3 separate regions of the Zea mays genome follow, and regions 1 and 3 are each linked to region 2. Evidence: chromatin contacts called from public Hi-C data. All regions are on one chromosome and are shown on one strand. The core of a region is the stretch at or near the end of the contact, and the rest is flanking DNA. Distances in the headings are between cores, read along the strand shown.

Region 1 (4,583 bases), core at 895-3,394, 190 kb before region 2:
GAAGCAACAGCTTGCGGGATAGACCTATGAGGCCATGAAGAAACAGACACATTCATGCCAGAGTTCCTATGTATGGAAGATGAATCTGTCTTGAGACCATAGTTTGGTTCTGTAAGTCAGGGAGAGGACATTAGAGCAACTATTTGATATACAAACGGTGCTGGTGAATTAGGTGCCCCACAGCGCATGACATGGATAGATATGATTGTTATTTTTATGCCTTCTGAGGATATGAAGTCTCACCATTCTTGGAAGCTTTCTGAGGATATGGATGGGCAGCTTTTCGCTTTGGTCGTGGAGGTGGGACATGTTCACTGGTTCCATTTTTCTGAACCTTCAAAAAGTACTTTTGTGCGTGACTCCTAATCTACAACACCAAACCGAAGTAAGGAAATTGTTCGAAGATAGAATCAATTGATAATGAACAGATAAGAGCTTATGCAACGATGAAAAATGTAGGGCCAGGAGATGAGGATATCCAAATTGACTGTTATTTCTAATCTTGTAATGCAGAGAAAAGGAACATAACCATGGAAAATCCTTCAGTTCTTTGTTAATCAGCATTCACAAGTAACAAATCGAATATTTTATGCATTATTTCACTTGATTTGTTGGTGCATTTACTAAATAGTTTGATTGCCAGGGTTCTTATAAAGTTAAAAACCTATATTTCCATTTACAATAGGAATACCTGGATGACGGTCTTGGAGCCAACAAAAGCCTCTATCTTCTTCCAGTCACGGTCAAAGCTGAAAAGAAAAGAAAATAGTTTACACATGAATATTACATGCAAGATGTGGTCTTATATTTCAGTGACAATTTTTTGGGACAGTGTATGGATTCAAGAACAGCGAATGTCACAACCATATGCAAAAGGCTGGCATCGTACACACCGAAAAAGAAAGTTGTGCAGAGATAGTGCTAGTGTGGACACATGGGGCTATAGGAGTTTGGGACCAAGAGAATGGCATCATGCACAACAAATCATGATGGTCAAAGACATCAATGGATTCAGATGTACAATCAGGACCAAGTTAATGCTTACAATCAAAATACTACTAAGCAGAGAATCCTCTATAGTAAAAATTTAGCACATAAATATTATATAGATATATTTGCATAAAACCGAATTAGCATAATTGATATATGACTAAATTACTATTATTAGAATGGAATTCAATTCCAATGATCCAAACGGGGTGTTAAACTAATCAAGTCCTAGTTGAATCCCAACAAAAAAAGCCTAATGGTAGCACCAGTAAAGCAAAGAGCACAATTTCTTCATCATTTCAAATTCCAAATTCTGCAAATTGAATTCATCCTATTTTACCTGTACTCCATATTCAGCTTGTGAATCACAGTAGCTGAACTGCCTCAACACATAATTTGTTTCCCTATGTTGGACCTAAAAAGGACTAGGAAACCCTCGATTAATTGTAAAGTTCTAGATTGAAACCATAAACGAGAAGAAATCGAGTTACAACAAATGATAGCAAAATCCCAAATAAGTGAAGAAACAGCTGCACCGATTATTTATTACGACTGCTTCATACCTTTAGAAAAATTCTCAAGACATTAAAAAGTAAAAATCCACAACGACATAATTAACGCATCAAAAAGACAGAAAACACCACAAAGCCCGACGCTTTAGGCCTGTGAACCGCATCAATCAAAATAAATGGAACCCATGTCAGGGGTTGCTCCTGCTTACAGCTGCAGGGCCTCGAGGAACTTGTCGTGCTCCTGCTCCGTCCAGCTCTCCCGCGACTTGGTGATGGTGTACGGCTTCCGCACCTTCTTGCTGGCTTCCTCCCCCGACCCGGCCGCGTCGGACTGGGCCTGCGGCGGCGGCGGCGGCGCGCTGGCGGAGACCATCGAGAGGAGGAGCGGAGGGGATCTCAACGTGCGGCGATGGCCGCGTCGTGTCGTCCGCTCGCGTGGGGATGGAGGAGGCGTCTGTTGCCCTGTGTGTGTGAGCAGCTGCGGCGCGGCTGCGGTCCGCGTGGTGGCGTGGGCGGGCGGCGCTGGGTGGGTGGGGCTGGGCTACGACGGCAGGGCAGTGATGTGGGTGGTGGCGCCGCGCGTTCGTTCGTTCCGGCGCTTCCAGCGTCTGGCTGCGGGGGCGCCGGCGTTTTCTTCGCTTCGTTTCGCGTGGTGCGCGCGTCCGCAAGCGGGTGCTTGTGGCTGCGCAGGTGGCTGCCACTGCCGCCCACTTGCCCGCCGTCCCTCTCACGCTGTCGCGCTCTAGCCTCGCTCGCCAGCTACAGTATAAATTTTTAGTATGTGGCTGGTGTGCGTTCACAGTCGCCACTGTTGTACCGGACAAAATGGACAAGATTTGACTCTGTTGTATCACGACTTAGACATGTTTGTTTAACATCTAGATTATATAATTTAGCTTAAATAAATTAAGAGATAACAAACAACATATATTATTATTATTATGTAGATTATATAATCTAGATATTTATATTATGATAATTCATAAGTAAGTCAATAGAAAGTGACAAGCTCAGGATTTAAAATATGGGTATTCAAGATTGCTAAGGGTAACAAAATTGTTGGTACAATATAAGAAGTCTAACTATTTGGTATGTATAATACCGTAATATATTACATAGCAACTTTTTTATAGCATACATATGGTATATATCAAACAAAATCAAGTTTTATGACAAAAAAAATAAATTTATTTAACGCTAGTGATAAGAGTTTGCTTAAATTAATATAATCTCTCTGTAAAATATATAGAAAAGAAGTATCAAACTGAAAAATGCTTGTCATTTCCATTTTGCGCACTGACAATCCAAATTGAATGTGTGATTGTTTAAGGATGAATCAACAATTTTAATTACATATGATTAGGACGACAATGAGCTCTAAATTTTACACTATAAAATTTAAGTATCGGATCAGATTAGGATCAAACTCTATTTTTATTTATTTTTAACTAAATTATTTTAAGGTTATAAAAAATTGTGAAGAAATATTTGAATCGTGATCCATTATCATCTCTACATATGATACACCCATTTTAATAGTAAATATTGCATGTGATATGCTCTATATCGTAAATAAGTTGTGACTGAGTAGTGAATAGGGTACTTTTTATATTTTTTACGTATACATTTATTGCTGATTATATATTTATTTATTTATTTTACTAACGTTATTCTGTTCGCCAGGGCGCTAGCCTAGGCACGAGCACTGGACAGTCCAGTGCACTGCAGGCTCGTGCAAGTTTGGCTTACTTAGCCAAACTTTTTCAATCTGATTTCTCTCGATTTAAAAAGGTTCCTAACACTTAGTAGAATAATGTTAGTACCAAAAATAATTTACTAAAGCTGTAATCATACCCTGCTTTTCTATTTGCATCTCTTTGACACTTAGCTTATATCAAACAAAACAATATGTGTTGAGCATCTAATCACCAAAACATACCTTTCATAGAGAGAAACTTTCAGCTAGTATAATTTGAAATATTGGACACCTAAAAATATAGAACTATTGGAGAACACCAATTTTTTACTCCCTATTAATATTTAGCAACTTTCTACATCTGTTTTATAAGAGCAGCTTTTTAGAAAAAATGTTGAAGATGCTCTAATACATATATATTGTCGTTTAATTCCTATCTATGTCATTAGTTTTGTAAATATATTATATTTAATACTTTTAACTAATATAGTCGAAGAATTACGAATTGGAATTATGCAATTTTTTTGCGATGCTCCACGAAATCATTTTATGCAGTTACTCTCTGGGTTGATTCAAGCATCCCGTCACTTACACGACGAATTATGTATCGGCTGATCCTTCACTCTCTGTTTCTTCGTTCTACCGCACTGTCTTAATTCTTTGGATTTTTAAGATATATGTCATTATAAAAATTAATTATTTTATAGTTGTCATTGTAACTCGTGATATCCGATGGTTAACATTATTTGATTAAAAATTGGTTCGCGCCATTATCTACATTTGCGTGTACTAGACTCGTCTAAGAAGATGAAAATGTCCTTATTGACTTCCTTCTACCTTCCGTCCACATATGACTCATCTATTGGGTTGTGTGATATCCTGGCCCATGGGATAGTGATTTTCTGGCCCAAGATTTAATAGAATTAATAAAGTATCCATACCAATAAAGTGCATCTTTTTCGGAAGCCTATCTCGAAAGAACCTCCAAGTTAAGCGTGCTTGGCTTGGAGCAATTTGGAATGGGTGACCGACCAGGAAGTTTTCTTGGGTGCGCATGAGTGAGGACAAAGTGTGCATAAAAGACCTGTGTTGGTTTGTGGGGACAATATATGATCCTAGAGAGTTGCCAGGAGTAAGTACCGCCGGACAAGGGATTGGACGGGGTGTTACAAGTGGTATCAGAGCTGACCCTCGCGGTTTCACAGGTGTGTGTGGGTTAGGGGGTTCGGGTATATGGCGCATGGCACATGTGGGGCCCGGAGTGGTCACATGGCATGGCATATGACGACACTAGACACACAGACGTGGCTAAGAGGGGAGGTACCTGGATTAGGGTTGACCGACGAGGATGTCGGTCTTCTAAGGTGGTGGATTGTGATATCCTG
Region 2 (4,723 bases), core at 2,120-4,619:
AGTTATGATTATGATCAATGGCTATGGGAATTCTGAATTGTTTAGTACGTATATACCGAGAGCCGCAGAGCTCCTCCGAGGCGTAAGTATATTCACAAGGTGAATTGTGTATGTTTGTATATAGGACCTGTTTGTTTCCATATTATTTGAATTCTTTCCTGACATATAGATGCGCATCCGAGACGTTCATTTTTGAGCCTCTGTAGGGTTATAGATCGACTTTGGAGCCCCTACTGGACCAGGACCAGGACCATTGAGGCTGACCGAGATGGGAGAGAGGAGGGAGAAGATCTGATCCGGCGAGCTAGTCAGCGGTCACCTCTGAGCACGCCGGGAGTACGACGTTGTAGTTATGTTGGAAGAGAAATTCGTATAGTCCGACAAGATATGAGGGGACTTGTCACCAAAAGCGCCCACCCATACCCATGGGCCTGCGTGTCAGTAAACCATATGTCAAGGGAAACGGTCGCAGTGCGGGGCGGGCCCACGCGATACATATCTTCCACCGGTTAAAGCACTTGAACTGCCAGTAGAGAATACACACGCTCAAAGCGTTGCGAGCAATATATGGATATTGCACTGCTGCTCCAGGTTCCTTCGTCGTAGAGATATAGTTTATATATCAATTTAAACAGTTTTTAAAATATTTTCATTTAAATAATAAACTAAAAGACTTATTTAAATGTTCTCTAATGACTTATAGCTCTAGCTTTACCATTTTCTCGAGCATCTAATTACCTTCACTAACTTTACTAAATGTTTTGGAGCTGGAGATGAGGCATTAACACGTGATAGATCGGCACTTTCGTCGTTACCTTTTCGTAATAGTATACTCCTATTTACATTTATTACAAGGAAAACAAAACAAAGCTAACCAATGGTAGACAGCTTTATGGTTAAGATCGCAGTTCGGTTTAAGCAGGTGAGACTTGAGAGCGCTGGAAGGAAAGCGAGCGCCGGAGATTCGATTGCCAGGATCTGTTGCCGGGCGCGCTACAGGCGCGACACCGAACCGAAGGCAGGTTCACTGGATGTTTATAACAGAGAAGAAACAACACCCAGCACCAGCAGCAGCCAGGCAACAAGTAGCCACGCATCCAAATCGAGCACACAGGAGATAGTCGGATAGCAACCACGAATGATGCACTACTACAAAAATATCCAACTAGCAGTGGCCATGAAGAAAACCCATTACCACTACTACTAGTACAATATTCAACGACCAGTTGCCGTAAAAAATTAGAGAGATTATTGTTACAACTACTAGGCATTCGTTCGTGGTTGCACAACGGCTGTTCCTGAGGTACTCTGAATGATAGGCGTCGATAACCGGGAGCTGATGATTAGCTCATCACTAGGGGTGCTACGTACGGCTAACGCCAGGCGGAGGCGACGGTGACCACGCGCCCCATCCACCCGATCGCGAGCCGGCCGCTGTCCAGCTTCACGTCGAATCCCGGACGTGCTGCGGGACCTAGCCGTCCCTTTACGCGGTCGGCGACGCCCTGGCCGATCGCCACGGGCCGCAGCCCGGCCATGCCGAACCGGGCGCGCCACTTGCCGAACACCTCGCACCGCTCCACCCGGTCGGGGCCCTCACGCGCCACGGCGTTGGCCGCCTTGCTCGCCAGGGCCGCCTCGGCGCGGGCCCTCTGCGCGCTGTCGCGCCCCAGGGTCGCGTCCAGCGACTCCAGCACCGCGCCGTAGTGCGCGCACGCGTCGGCGAACCGCGCCGCCAGAGGCGCCGTGTTCGCGCCGAGCTCCTGCTCCACCAGCGTCACCACGCGCGGGCGCAGGCCGCGCACGCCCCGGAGGAGCGCGTCGCGCGGGTTGGCCGGGGACACGCTCTCGTCCGGGACGCGCGAGAGGGCGAACGCCAGGTTCACCACCAGCGCCTCCCCTGTCTCGTCGCACCCGAGCCTCGACCTGGACGCCTCGACCTCTCCGGCGACGCAGCTGACCGCTCTGAACCGGAACTCCACCCCTGCCTGCCGGGCGTGCTCCTTGAGCCGCTGGCCCGTGGCCGCCAGCGCCTGCGCCAGAGCCGGCGTGAACGGCGACGTCGGGTCGGTGACGGCCGTGACCTTGAGGCACGTGCCGGCCACGCGGCGGCTGGCGAGGGAGTCGATGAGGGCGGTGTGCTGCGCGACGCTGACGTCGAAGTCGATCAGGTGGATGGCGCGCTGGTCGGCCACGGCGTCGAGGATGGCGAGGTTGGCGCCGTGGAGGGCGAGGCCGAAGCAGGGGGAGACGTGCTGCAGCAGCTGCCATTCCGCGCGCTGCTCGGCGCCGCATAGGCCCGCGAGGTGCTGGTGAGACGCGGGTGGGCGTCGGATGCGAGACGACAGGGCGCCCGCCATCATGGCCACCAGCCTCTGCTCCGCGTCCCCGCGCGGGTTCGCGGCGGTCTTCAGGACCGCGAGGTGGGCGGCCGCGGCCGCGTGGTTGCCGTCGGCGACGGCGGCCGCGGCCTCGGACAGCAGCTGCCTCGACGAGGCTGTCGTCGAGGCCGCCGGCGAGCTCGACGCTGCCGACGAAGCCGTGGACGACGAGGAGTTCGACGGAGGAGACCTTGACATGGCAGGCACGGTGTTGCTGTAGTTGTTGGGTAGAGACGCCAGAGGCGCCGCGGTGAGGGAGTTGAGCTCCTGTATCGTGTCCCCCCACGCAGAGCTGGTGACCGTGGAGCCGCAAGCACTCCCCGTCGCTTCGGCCTCGCCGTCGCCGTCGTCTAGTAGGTGCTTCTCCAGCTCCTGCAACAACACCAGCTCTCTGGCCGCCACCGTATGCCGCTGCAGTAGCGGCGGCGTCTCCACGTGCGAGGCCGTGGTGAGCGACGACAGCGTCGACGACGGCTGCGGCGAGAGCCCGGCAAAGGGCGACGAAGGCGGCCTGGAGAAACCATACGAGGCCGGCGAGGCGGTAGCCCCCGCCAGCACGGGCCCGACGTCGGTCGGCGGGTGCGCCATCTGCGACTGCGCCGCGACCGCGACGCGCTGCCTCACCGCGCGCAGGTACAGCGCCTGCTGCCACCTCTCCACGTCGCCAAGGCTCCTCTTCAGCGCCGCGCCGTCCTGTCGCGGCGGCGTCAGCAGCAGCTGTTGCGGTTGTTGTCCCTTCAGCGTCGGCGCCTCCGCGGCCGATCCGGCGCCGTACCCACGGCCAGGGTCGCACCACGGCGCGCCAGCGGGCTCCATGCCGCCGGCGAAGCCCGGAGCAAGCAAGAGCTGCGGAGACACGGCACGGGAGCAGGCAGGCAGGGCAGGCAGGCCCAGCGAGCGAGAGGAGGAGGATGACAAGAGGGAATGGGAATCTACCGTGCAGGAGGATGAAATGAAATAACACGGAATCCCGGAGCGAAAAACCGGCCGTGCACATTCAATTCCTTGCTACGGTAATAAAGCGCCTGCCTTTCGCAGCCCGCCCTGACGTTATACTTTCCCCGGTGCGAACCAGAGCCAGAGCGGACCCTTGCTCCTTTGCTTGGGATCCGACGCCAACGCGGTTGTGGGAATTGACCGATCGGTGGGTCTGGGGCGGGTCAGACTTTTACAATTGGACGAGGTGGAGTGGAGGGAGGAATCGAATCGTCGTGTTTGGGCACGAATGTAATGTAAGCAATGACGAGGTGCGAAAAATGACCACGCCGCCACGGGGAGCGAGAGGGAGCCGTCGCGTCAAGCCATACTCCGTGTGATTGGTTATCGTCTCCACGGGCGCCCACAACAGTTTGCCGCCGCTGTCCAACGCCAGTGACACAACGACACCCAAAAATCACCGCCGGTCCACTTGTGAATTCTGACACCACTCACTCTCCATGCCTCACAACGATGGGCAGCAGCACAAAGCATCGCTCGTGGTACCCACCAAGGAAGGACGTTAAAAAATAAATAGAAACCAGATGCCGTTCTATGAGGTAGCCCCCATTGCCACTCTTTACACACACACACCAAAAAAAAAAACTAAAATCAATAACTAAAATTTCAATAAAATGGGTTGCCAAACAGATACGTCTAGATTATTTAGATTATATAATCCAGATTATTTGATCTTATATATAATCCAGATTATGCAATGTATAAGCTTAAATAAACATGCCCTAATTCCTCCGGTGCTATTCCACGTAATACATCTCTAAGATGTATTTCATCTATGCTCAGGGGCGGACCTACGTATAGTGGAGTGAGGGCACAGGCCCTCGCTCATTTCTTTGGTGCAAGTAGTAGAGACTAGATTTTTACTATAAGGTCCCCTTCTCAGTTCAACTTAGATGTCCCCACTCTGGTGTTTTGATGCTTGTCTTCATAAGTGTGCCCTCACTCTTATTTTGCTCTGGGTCCGCCCCTGTCTATGCTTGTATACACGTAAGAATTGAAGATGCATTTCTTTTCTTACTCCTATTATATATATTCTTTGTAAAATAAAACGTTGTTTCCAGGTAATCAGCTAAGATTCATAACAAGCTACATCTTGGAGGGGAAAGCGTATCGAGCATAATGTATTATCGAGTCAAATCCAAAGGGATCTAAAAAAATATTGATTGATACATTGTGAATGTCGTTGTCCACGTGTTCTCTACAAGGACGGCTATAGTGACGATGGTAACGTTCTCATCCGATATGCTTTGGCACACCAGCTCAGCTGTGTGTGTGTGTATATATATATATATATATATATATATATATATATATATATATATATATATATATATATATATATATAT
Region 3 (4,927 bases), core at 707-3,206, 170 kb after region 2:
CACACATGTACATAAGTTATCGTGTTATTATACGGTTCCGTTGCAACGCACGGGCACTCACCTAGTATCTTTATTAAGCTCTTTCTACGATATATCTTCAACCTTTTTTTTACTTTGGTAAGACACATATTCAACTTTCTTTGTGAAATAAAACAGTTCACGCCAGAAGCTGAAAACCTCAATTCAAGTACAGACAGTCTAGTTGTCCAGTGATGACAACGACATGTCACCGTGTCAGAGTCTTAGCAGCGAATAATTGTACTGTTTTGGGTGATGGCATCTAATCATGCCAGAATCGATTGTCAGTTAGAATGTCGTATATGCACTCATTAATTGGGTCACAGGATTTGTGCAGATCGCAGGAGTCGTGTCGTCGTGTCGTGTGTTCTCTTGGATTATCTTCTATGCTCGTACATGAGTGGAGGCTGAACGAGGCCCATGTGCATGTGCTTGTCCGTCCGGCCATATCGCTATAAGATTAAATTATTGGTTACATGATGAGAATCGTACAATAGAAGACTACTATGCTGCTTCCTTTTTTTTTAAAAAAAAAGCTATAATGACACTAGTATTTGACATGCTGCTGCTTCATCATTGATTCCATGTGTTAATTGAGGTCTGTAATTAATGTTTCCCTTGACGTAGAAAAAGAAGTTTGGGATATTGTTGTTGCATTGGGGTTGCGTACGTCGTCAAACACAGGCGCTTTTGGATTTTCTAGGTAAGCGCTGTTTCAAATTCGGTGTGCAGCTAGCTTCTTCAAAACCTTGGGCGTCGCAATTTGATCGAAGAAAAAGTCTAAATCAGACTGTTTCGGCACTTTATTTACACCCACGCTCGTGTTTAGCAAGCGGTTCCCAACACGAGACGAGATGATCATGATAAGAGGATTCAAGTTGGTTGCTAAATTATTCATCACTGCCAGTTGCGCAAACTTGCTGCTGCTAAGCTCACCAAGTTGCACAATAAGTTGACGAACTAATTTAATTACTATTATATGGTCGAGGAGAGACTGAAATTAAAATCGTGTACAAATGAAACATCTAGGTGCCGTATACTCAATCCTTTAACGTATTAATAACTAGTATATCTTTTACGTATACCAAGTGTGAGGCGCCTTTTACGTACTAATGAAGCCCCCCCGTAGATTAGCGGTTGGCTGATGGCAGGCAGAGCAGCTGTTATACCACCCGGGCGATCGCCGTCGCTAACCTGTCCGCGCCCCATCATCCAATAGACAAATTAAAAACTGCCCTGGAAGACGGTCCTCCTCACCGAACGCGCGTGAGCCGGCCCAGGCCGAGCCGGCTGGCCCAGCCCGGCGCGCGCGGCAGGAGGTCGGAGCGGCAGAGCGGGCAGGTCGCGCGGCCGAGGTCGATCCAGCGGTCGATGCAGGCGCGGTGGAAGGCGTGCGCGCAGTTGCCCAGCCGCCGCACCTCGTCCGCCGCCTCCAGCGTCTCGAGGCACACGATGCAATCCGACGACGCGGCGTCCCCGTCGCAGTCGTGGTCGCCGGACTGCTGCTGCTCGTCGTGCTCGGCCAGGAGCTGGCCGTACTCCACGGCGGGGAGCCGGGCCTTCACCTCGCCGGGCTGGTGGCCGGCGTCCACCGCGCCGTCGGGCGGGAAGCGGCACAGCCCCACCACGGCCAGCATCAGCAGGGCGGCGTCCCTGACGGCGCTGAGCAGCCTGCAGAAGGCGATGACCGGCTTGGGCACGGCGAGGCAGTAGCACACCAGCGGGATCCCCATCATCAGTGGATTGAGCGAGCGAGCGAGTTGGACGGACCGGGACACGAGCAGATAGCTGTGCTCTGTGTTTGCCTGGCACGAAAGAGCGCGCGAAGCGGGGGTGGGCTCTTGTTGCTTGCTTCTGGATAGAATTCTCGGCGGCACGGGCACGGGCACGGTGGCTGGACGAGCGACAAGGGCGGAGCGGAAAGCTGGAGAGGATATGGTGGACAAGTCAGAGAGAGAGCTGAAGCGGCCCGCTGGTTATATAGAGCCATAGAGGGAGGCAGAGCAGAAGCAGAGAGAGCAGCCGGGCCGGGCCTGGCAGGGGTGAACTGCGAAACGGTGGTCGTTTTCTTCACGTGGGATTTGGTTGGATGGATAGTGCGATTCGGCTGGTGAGGAACGTGCGCGCACCTGCCGTATCCCCGTGCCCAGTTGGAACGGGCTGGAGTGTGTGGAACGTGGACTGACTTGTGCTTGCTTGACCGTGTGCTGATCGAGGTAATTAGGGGTGTTTGGTTTGAGTTATCGCTGATAAAGACGAGGTTGTATATAATGAGTCTATTTCTTAAATTTGGTGGAATAAGTATATTTTTAAGTATGAGAAATGAGATGTCGATAGATCAACTAATTTCATTTCGCAAACAAAAAAAAATTGAAGAGGAGAAAGACGAACCAAACAATGTACGTACGTGCAAGTCCTTGAGCGCGGTGGAACATGCGAAGGACGGGGACCACAACAGAATCATTCAAACCCCGCGTTACGTTGCTGATGACTCTGGATGTTCAGAAGTGAACACCGCCGTCCCCGTCCCCGTCCGGCCGGCGCTTTCGTCAGCCGGACGTGGAATGTTCGATGCTGAAGAGGTGTCGCTTGGCATTTAATTTTTTTTAACTCCGCACGTCTTCTGCGTGATAAACGTACGCGTGAAGAAACTAACGCTGGGAGAACGACGCCGCCGCTGCGCGTGTTACCTTCACTTCACCAGCTCGGTTGTGTACTGTGTCACACTCATGCACGTGGGTGGCAACGTTGGCCGGTGTGGAGAGAAAGGTACATGTGTTTCGTATACCTCGTGTCACACTCATGCACGCGGCAGCAGCGTTGCCCAGCGTTGAGAGAAAGCTATATATACGTGTTTGTATTATACGCCAAATATACTACGATCGTGAGGCCCATGGATGGGCGGAAGCACCTTCAGTTTCTCGGAAACCCCGCATCACATCACCAACGGGAAAAAAAATAACAAAAATCTGGTACACTTTTCCAACTCTCTCTCCCTCCCTCCTCTCTCTCTTTCTGTCTAGACACACAACTAAGGTATCGTTTGATTCACATATTGGTAATATAATGGGTAACCGATAACGTTAAATCATGTTTGTTTAAGTCCAACCATAATCGATATCACACTACAAATGGATATCACCAAATTTTAAATTTGTTATCACCGCTATTCGAGTGTAAATCGTTAACATTACCATTTACGTTACATTTCGTGAACCAAACGACACCTAAGTGCTAATCATCACCTAGGCGGATGGATCTATTGATTCATTATTACTTGGACAAAGGACCCAACCGTTCCGACCAACCAACCCATCCGCGGACACGCAGAATAAACAAAAAAAAATAGAGCATGGGGTGATTCAAACCCCGCTCATTCAGTACGAATCAAGAGTCTTCTACCACCGCAGCTCATATCTATTTGTGTTTTACAGAGTAGAGATATTATGCGTACACTGTAGAACTGATATCATCCGTTCTATAAAAACCAATACCACTCATTCACGTTGTTCATCTATTCCATGGAACTGATGTTAGCCACCTCGATTTTTTAGCAATTCATGTTTTTTTTGTTCAGCCATGTCATAAAAAATATATCATTCATTCTTCATTTGTTCAGCCATTTATCGTGATAGTGAAGGTCAGACCAATATGTCACACAACAAACACAAATGGTGAAACCTATGCACGTGTCAAAGTGGTTGGCTAGTTCGAACGGGGCAACGCACCTAGTCCGATCGGCTGGCTCCGTAGTCACTCCCAAACAACCTCTTGTGACAAGACACCGTTAGAGCACCTCCTATGATGCCTTTACATCGTCGCTGCGGCCATCTGGTTTTCCATTAACATCTTCGACCTCCCAAGACGTCAGGGAATGCTGTTGATACTGATCTTTGCCGGTAGTTCAATTAAAAATAGAAAGCAGACCCACCTTTTTTTAGTTGACGGATAACTTTTAAAAATAGCAACCAATAAATGGAGAATTGTTGGAGCCAAACATTTTTTACTCCTTAAATTGTTTTAGCAACTTTCTAAATCTATAATTTAGGTGCTAAATTTATATAACTATTTGTCGGGACCATAATTAGGGGTACCCCCAAGACTCCTAATCTCAGCTGGTAACCCCCATCAGCACAAAACTGCAAAGGCCTGATGGGCGCGATTTCGGTCAAGGCTCCGTCCACTCAAGGGACACGATCTCGTCTCGCCCGAGCCCAGCCTCGGGCAGGAACTGTAGACCAAGGCAGATTCACGCCTCGCCCGAGGGTCTACTCAAGCAACAGGCGCACCTTCGACTCGCCCGAGGCCCAGCTCTGGCAGGCTTCACGGAGAAGCAACCTTGGCCAGATCGCCACGCCAACCGACCGTATCGCAGGAGCAATCAATGCAAGGATCGCCTGACACCTTATCCTGACGCACGCTCCTCAGTCGACAAGGCCGCAGTGACAGCAGTCACTTCGCCGCTCCACTGACTGACCTGACAGGAAAACAGCGCCGCCTGCCCTGCTCCGACTGCTGTGCCACTCGCCAGAGTGAGGCCGATAACAGCTAAGTCCAGCCTCGGGCGCCATAGGAAGCTCCGCCTCGCCCGACCCTAGGGCTCGGACTCAACCTCGACCTCGGAAGACGGACTCCGCCTCGCCCGACCCTAGGGCTCGGACTCAACCTCGACCTTGGAAGACGGACTCCGCCTCGCCCGACTCCAGGGCTCGGACTCAGCCTCGACCTCGGAAGACGGACTCCGCCTCGCCCGACCCCAGGGCTCGGACTCAATCTCGACCTCGGAAGACGGACTCCGCCTCGCCCGACCCCAGGGCTCGGACTCAGCCTCGACCTCGGAAGACGGTCTCCGCCTCGCCCGACCACAGGGCTCGGACTCAGCCTCGACCTCGGAGGAGTCACCGCCTCG

What was found. A called contact is a pair of places that touch in the nucleus more often than the background predicts.
Region 1: a contact with region 2 is called in a Hi-C map of leaf, with 6 times the contacts expected there. The contact joins the promoter of LOC100274468 here to the promoter of LOC100281548 in region 2. A contact is called at or near these places in 2 of 25 Hi-C or Micro-C datasets (bundle sheath and leaf).
Region 3: a Hi-C map of bundle sheath shows a contact between it and region 2, with 2.6 times the contacts expected there. The contact joins the promoter of LOC100217252 here to the promoter of LOC100281548 in region 2. A contact is called at or near these places in 2 of 25 Hi-C or Micro-C datasets (bundle sheath and leaf).

What each region holds. Positions count from the first base shown.
Region 1 is chr4:161,147,296-161,151,878 of Zm-B73-REFERENCE-NAM-5.0, forward strand. It overlaps LOC100274468, which reads right to left and starts at 2,145. Exons shown (of 9, transcript NM_001360601.1): 1 at 1,712-2,145; 2 at 692-749; 3 at 244-367; 4 at 1-109. The coding sequence starts at 1,875.
Region 2 is chr4:161,334,374-161,339,096 of Zm-B73-REFERENCE-NAM-5.0, forward strand. LOC100281548 reads right to left here and starts at 3,370. Exons shown (of 1, transcript NM_001154467.1): 1 at 1,175-3,370. The coding sequence starts at 3,197. The coding sequence ends at 1,374.
Region 3 is chr4:161,506,574-161,511,500 of Zm-B73-REFERENCE-NAM-5.0, forward strand. It overlaps LOC100217252, which reads right to left and starts at 1,957. Exons shown (of 1, transcript NM_001143607.1): 1 at 784-1,957. The coding sequence starts at 1,754. The coding sequence ends at 1,272.